Regions from separate parts of the Hordeum vulgare genome. Here region 2 is linked to region 1. The links are chromatin contacts, called in public Hi-C maps. All regions are on one chromosome and are shown on one strand. The core of a region is the stretch at or near the end of the contact, and the rest is flanking DNA. Distances in the headings are between cores, read along the strand shown.

Region 1 (3,101 bases), core at 215-2,714:
ACCATGGTTGAACGCCACGACTCTTACCGCCCTTACGGACCGTTGGAGGCCGGAGACGCACTCTTTTCACCTTCCTCTTGGTGAGATGAGCATAACCTTGGAGGATATTGCTATGATCACCGGGCTTCCTATCGAGGGCAGGGCTCTTACAGGGAAGGTAAGGTCAGATGGGTGGCGACAACGGGTTGCAGCATTGGTTGGTGTTGAACCCGAGCAATGGACTGATGAAACTAGGAAGGATCCTAGGCCATCCGGTGTGTTGTTCTCTTGGATACACAGACATTTTCGCAGGTGTCCAAAGGATGCTAGTCCGGCTGTTGTGGAGAAGAACGCAATTGACAGGTTATGGTCTAAAGAAATGCCGAGGCCTCTGGCGTTTCTGAGATAGGCCGCACCGCCAGGACACCCCGACGTTTCTATGCCCTATGACAACGCTGCCGAAGACCATAGTTGGTTGTTTCTGGTTTAAAGGAACGCCAAGAAGGCTGGCGTTTCTGCGGTGGGCTGCAACGCCAAGGTGGCTGGCGTTTCACATACATGATTTTGCAACTATGCATTTTCCTAGTAAAAACATCACATAGCCCATATACAAACTACATTACGCGGGTTCTGGTTTAAAGCAACTAAGAACAAAGAATACAAACATCACATAGCCCATATAAAGTAGAAACATCACAAAGAGTTGCCCCAAAAAACCAACAAAAAGGTTGAGGGAGGAGGAAGATCGAAGGGGGGGATCTTGAGGAGGAGGGAGAGCTTTTTTGTCAAAGGAAGAACAAGAGAAGAGGAGAAATGGTGGTTGGTGGGCGAGGGGGTCGGGGTGGGCAGATATAAAGCCCAGAAACGCGAGTGCGCTTGACGTTACACATAAGGCCTGCAATGCCACAGTAGACTGGCGTTGCGCACATGGCCAACAACATCACAATAGAGTGGCGTTTCTATGAAAAGCTGCAACGTCACGGTTTATGACGTTTTAAGAAAGGGTCAAAACATGAAAATGTTTCGAAACGAGTTCGTTCTGTGATTATTTTACGTCCCGTGAATCAGAAAAGTGAAAAAACCCTCCGTCTCATTTATACTACTCCCGTGTGTCAGCATCTTACTACTACTCTCTCTGTACCACAATATTTGTTGTTGGGGGAACTAGTTTAGGTTAGTTCTCCCCAACAACAAATATTATGAAACACAGGGAGTAGTACAGTAGGCGTAATAGTAGCGCGTATACGCTACCAATCAATCAAACCATGCGGAACCGAACCGAACCGGAACCGAGCGAGCTGCGCGTTCACTTTACCGGTGGTCTGGTATCGCCGGCCGGCTGTCATCTCATTTCCAGAGTTATTAAAAATGCGGTATGCATGCTCCCCCTTTCTTTTTTTCCTTATGCCAGTTTGGTTGGTTGGGCAAGTGTCGAGACGCTCTGTCTATAAATACCGGGCTGGTCAAAGCAGGAGCCTCCAAATCCAAAGGTGGCTGCGGCTCACACCCATCCTCACACAGAGACAGAGACCGAGACCGAGGGAGGTGGAGCTCAGGGCCTCGGACCAGACCAGAGGGAATCGCGCGGGCGTGGCGACGACTGAGGCGCCCGGAGGTCCCCTCCGACCGGGCTCCACCGATCCCCGGCCAGCCGAGGGCCACGCCGGCCGCCGCCGCCCACCGAGCATCGACCAACAGAGGTACCCCCCTCCAACACTGCGTGGCTGGGGCACATCCATCTCTGAATTAATGGCTGTGTTCTCGGTCCTAAGATTTCAGACTATCATTCGGTTAGAGATGCATAATTCATTACCGCGGGGCACGTATGAGCAGTACTGTATTGATCATTCCAATCAAACTAGTAGTAACAATTAGTAGCTTTGAGATACGTACTATAGTAGAGTTTTCATTAAAAGACTACATACCGATGTATACTTTAAAGTATATGTTCATTTATTTTGCTTCGTATGTAGTCTCTTAATAAAACTTTCAAAAAACGTAGGAAGTACTCCCTCCGTGAGTATATGTTAATCAAGTGTCATGTGAAGACGCGATGTGCAATCAGGTTGTTTTTGGACCTTGGGGGTCCATTCCATGTTACGCATAGCCAGGAAGCATTAACCCCCATGCCACCGTGTGTCGTTGTCGCGGTGGGAAACCAGGCAGGCAGCGAACGACCCAGCGGAGCACGTCGTCGTCTCCGGCTATAAGTAGCGGTCGGGCCGGAGCAGGAGCCTCAAAATCCAAATCCAAATCCAAAGGTGGCTCGCCCACAGTCACACACACACATCGTTGCGCTTGCGCACACAGACTGCCAGGCCGGGCGGGGAGGGACACGCCCGCCGCTTCTGGCCAAGGTACGTAACGTAATGGATGCAGATTCGGGTTCAGATTCAGATACCTCAGCCGTGCTGTTCAACCCTGACAAAACTCCGGTCAGCCGGCACGGCCGTCTTCCTCACGTGCGGCTGGCACACCTCTCCCGCGTGCGTGCGTGCGTGCGTATGTGCGTCGCCGGCAAATACTACTCCGTCATAGTACTACTACCAGGAGTAGTAATTAATTGCCACGCGGAAGAGGATCCCCAAGTGATTGCGTGTTTCAAAGCATTATTGCTACTCCTTCTACTAATTAATCGGCTGGTTTGATCCAAAGATTCCCGTCAAGACCCATCAGAGCATGGTTAATAGTATAGCCAACTGCTGGCTATAAGCAGTCTTATAGCCCACCTTACAGCTAGGTTGTACAATAGTTAGCTATAAAAGAGTACTACTTTTATTATATATGGTCCACGTTTCATTCTCACAAAACACCTAGGAGCACGTGCTAGAGCTGGCTCTTCACGAAGAGTCCGCTTCCCTTCTCTCTCCTCTTCTCTCTCATCCAACTTAACAAAAATATAGTATTTTAATCCTTACAGCCTGCTGACTGTACCTTATTGTACTTGCTCTCAACGGAGTTGCAGGTGCTTGCTGCTAGGAGTACTCACTCCGTCTTGGTTTATAATTCATCATACAAAAATCAATTAATAGTCTCAAAACACTTACTCCGTCTTGGTTTATAACTCATCATACAAAAATCAATTAATAGTCTCAAAACACTTACTCCTATTTGTTGTTTTT
Region 2 (3,101 bases), core at 390-2,889, 230 kb after region 1:
GAACTCCTTATTCGTATTATGTTGTGGTAGCTTGTGAGAAATCATACAGTTTACTGAGCCTAAAAAGAAATCGACAGATTACATGGTATCCCCAAGACAACTTGCATCTACTTTTAAGAAGAAGATGCATATTTAAAAGGGAAGACCTAGAAAAGATAGTGAACAAATCGTGCTTTAGATAGGAATTCTTACGGCAAATCTTAAGAGAAGGCATGACTTGCCAACACCTGAGTCTCCAATAAGCAAAAGCTTAAAGAGATAGTCACTGCCATGTCAAGTAACAGGATATTAGTCTCAATCAAATCTATTGTAGGACATAAACAAGTTATGGCAACATTTACAAGACAATAGTACCGATATGAGGCATAGTTGTTATATCCATGCTTAGAACATTGAGCAATAAGTTTAGGACAACTATACCAAAAATAGATAGAATCAACATCTTGAGGCTCAATGCATATTCAGATATTTTGTTATTCCATAAAAGTAATATTCAGTAAATTTGGTTCAGTTGTAGTACTGGAGTGCACATTAGGAAATTTGAATAGTTACTCTCAAGAGACAAGAAAGAAGGAAGTTGAATAGACAAGTAACAGATTCCAATGTCAACACATAATTAAGATGAAATAGTGAAGCTAAACGGCAGCTACAAAACTAACCAAGAGAGCGGTACCATCAACGATGATGTACATTCATAAGGTACAGAAGCAACATCCATATTCTCTCTTCGTGTCTTATCTGTAAAACACTTGTCGATGTTTATAACCCAGAAGCGTCACAGTAGAAAAACACCACCACCGGCCGGATCGAGCAAGCATCTGATCGTGCTTGTGGAATGTACATACGGATGCACTCGGCTTCTCAGGGTCACACTACCAACATGCTAACCAGCAATGCCATATCCGCAAAAACAACGAGAAGTGCTCTCAGTTCGGTGGTAGGCCCCGCCTACCACCGCAGTCACCCCTTAATAAAAGTAAGTTTAATAAGAGCAAGCATACTTGTAAGTTGTAACGAACCACCAAACACGGGAGTCGGGCAGTGGCACGAAAAGCAACAAGATGGTTAAACCACAGCCAAACAGAGTAGTACAACCCTGTGGATTTCCTTTCCCTAGGCTCCCCCCGCCGGCGATTTGAGCTGGGGAAGGGCAGCAGCTCTAATTACTCTCGGTCGCCTCTGCTATGCCGATCGAGAGAGAAAACGAAACCTGTGGGATTTTCCTGTAGAGACGCAGCGACGGAAGATTAATCTTACTGCTACACGAGCGCTGCTTTTCCTACTAGGTTTTTTTTCCCGTGACCAAACGGGGCGCCCCGAAACATGGCAAAAACCAAGGATCGGGTCGAAATCCGCCGGATGTGGACTCCGAGATCACGCCGCACCCGGAACGGAACCGCCGGGATCGAGAGCGAAGGGGGGCCAGATCCCCCGAGATCCCGGCCTCACCGGCCCCCAAAATTCATTCGGACAGAGGCAAGGCGAGGGGAGGCGACTTACTACTCCGGATTCATGGCGGGGTCGGGATCCTGACGCGGGGCGCTCCGCTCTACGGGGCGCCGGCGAGGGACGGGGGGTGGGGGTGGGGGTGGGTGATCGAGCTCGACGACGACTCCTCCGCGGCCCTGCCCGAATCTGATCTCACGGTTGTTTTTCTAAGTGGGGAATTCTCGGGCCGTCTACGGGCGGGTGTGTCGCCGCCAGGTGGGCCCCGGTGGTCGGTCGTGCGCGTGCGCGTGCGCGTGCACGTGTGTGTTCGCTCCCTGCCCTCCTGCTCTCGCACGCCGCCGCACCCTTCCTCACCATCGCATATTTTGTCAGCGTTTTTCTAATATATAAATACAATTGAGCCCATTATAAATCTTTACCTAATCTATATCTATAATCTTTATCTTTACCTAATAATAAAAAGGTTATCGCTTCCGTCGCAAAACCCATCGATGTGATTTTACAAAAAAACCCTTACTGTTTATGATATTAAACTCGTAGTATATATATTAAATATATTTTTAAATATTCATATCTTTTAAACCGTAACTTCAAATTTAACATATTGTACATGGAATTTGATTAGAAAAATATGTAGAATTTAAATATGATATTACTTTATCTGTTAAACGTTTAATAAAAATATTATCTAGGGTGCAATCTTAATAAATAAGTCATTATACGTCTTTCTTTCATACCGGTACTCATCCGGGTTGGGGATGAACACGTCAACAAAATCAGGATTAGAGATGAAACTGAAGGTCATTTGATTGATTCTTTGTATGTATTAAATCTACATGCAAGCCGTGTTAAAATAGAAGACCTGCGAAATTTTGAACTGCATTTTTGTAGGATAAGACCATCCTTATTTGTATCGTAACTATAAATTCTCAAATTATAGACATTTTTTATAATTAAGAGCGTGTGTCATGTGGTATTTCTTTCTCCCGTTGCAACGCTTGGGCCCTTTTGCTATCTCTCTCTAATAATAATAAAGCGTCTAAGGCTTCTGTCGTCCGTAGTGGCTATTTTGCAGAAAAGCCCCTGATGTTTGCTGAAATCAACCCGCAGTCTTGTTTTACGTCAGAAAAACGAATCGTTTTTTTTTTAAATGTTTCAGAAAACCCCCTGATATTTCACGTAATCAACCCGCAGTCCGGATTTAAGTCAGAAAACGAATCGTTTTTTGCTTTTCTCAGAAAACCCCCTGATGTTTCAGGTAATTAACCCGCCCTCCGTTTTTAAGTCAGTCAAAACGTTTTTCTTTTGTTTTAACCCCAACTTTTCAGTTAATCAATCCACATTTTATCTAAAACAAAAGTATTCATATCTTTTAAACCGTAACTCCGATTTTAACATGTTATATATGAAATTTGATTAAAAAAATATGTAGAATCTAAATAGGATGTTATTTTTAGCTGTTGAATACTTCTTAAATATTATTTTTGGTGCAAACTTTATTTGTAGTGCACAATCATATTTTTTTCCGGCGACGATACGAATTGCAATAAACATCCATTAAATTAAAACCAAATTGAAAGGAAAGAAAACCATCGTTAACCACACATGCATACCTTTGGAAAACCTCATGGGGAGAAAGAACATATTTCTCA

Evidence for each region. A called contact is a pair of places that touch in the nucleus more often than the background predicts.
Region 2: a Hi-C map of seedling shows a contact between it and region 1, with 1.8 times the contacts expected there. The contact joins the promoter of LOC123442625 here to the promoter of LOC123442623 in region 1. A contact is called at or near these places in 2 of 6 Hi-C or Micro-C datasets (leaf and seedling).

The regions. Positions count from the first base shown.
Region 1 is chr3H:18,911,809-18,914,909 of MorexV3_pseudomolecules_assembly, forward strand. It overlaps LOC123442623 (protein NRT1/ PTR FAMILY 8.2-like), which reads left to right and starts at 1,465. Exons shown (of 3, transcript XM_045118716.1): 1 at 1,465-1,679.
Region 2 is chr3H:19,143,060-19,146,160 of MorexV3_pseudomolecules_assembly, forward strand. LOC123442625 (GTP-binding protein YPTM2-like) reads right to left here and starts at 1,640. Exons shown (of 8, transcript XM_045118719.1): 1 at 1,501-1,640; 2 at 193-265. The coding sequence starts at 1,514.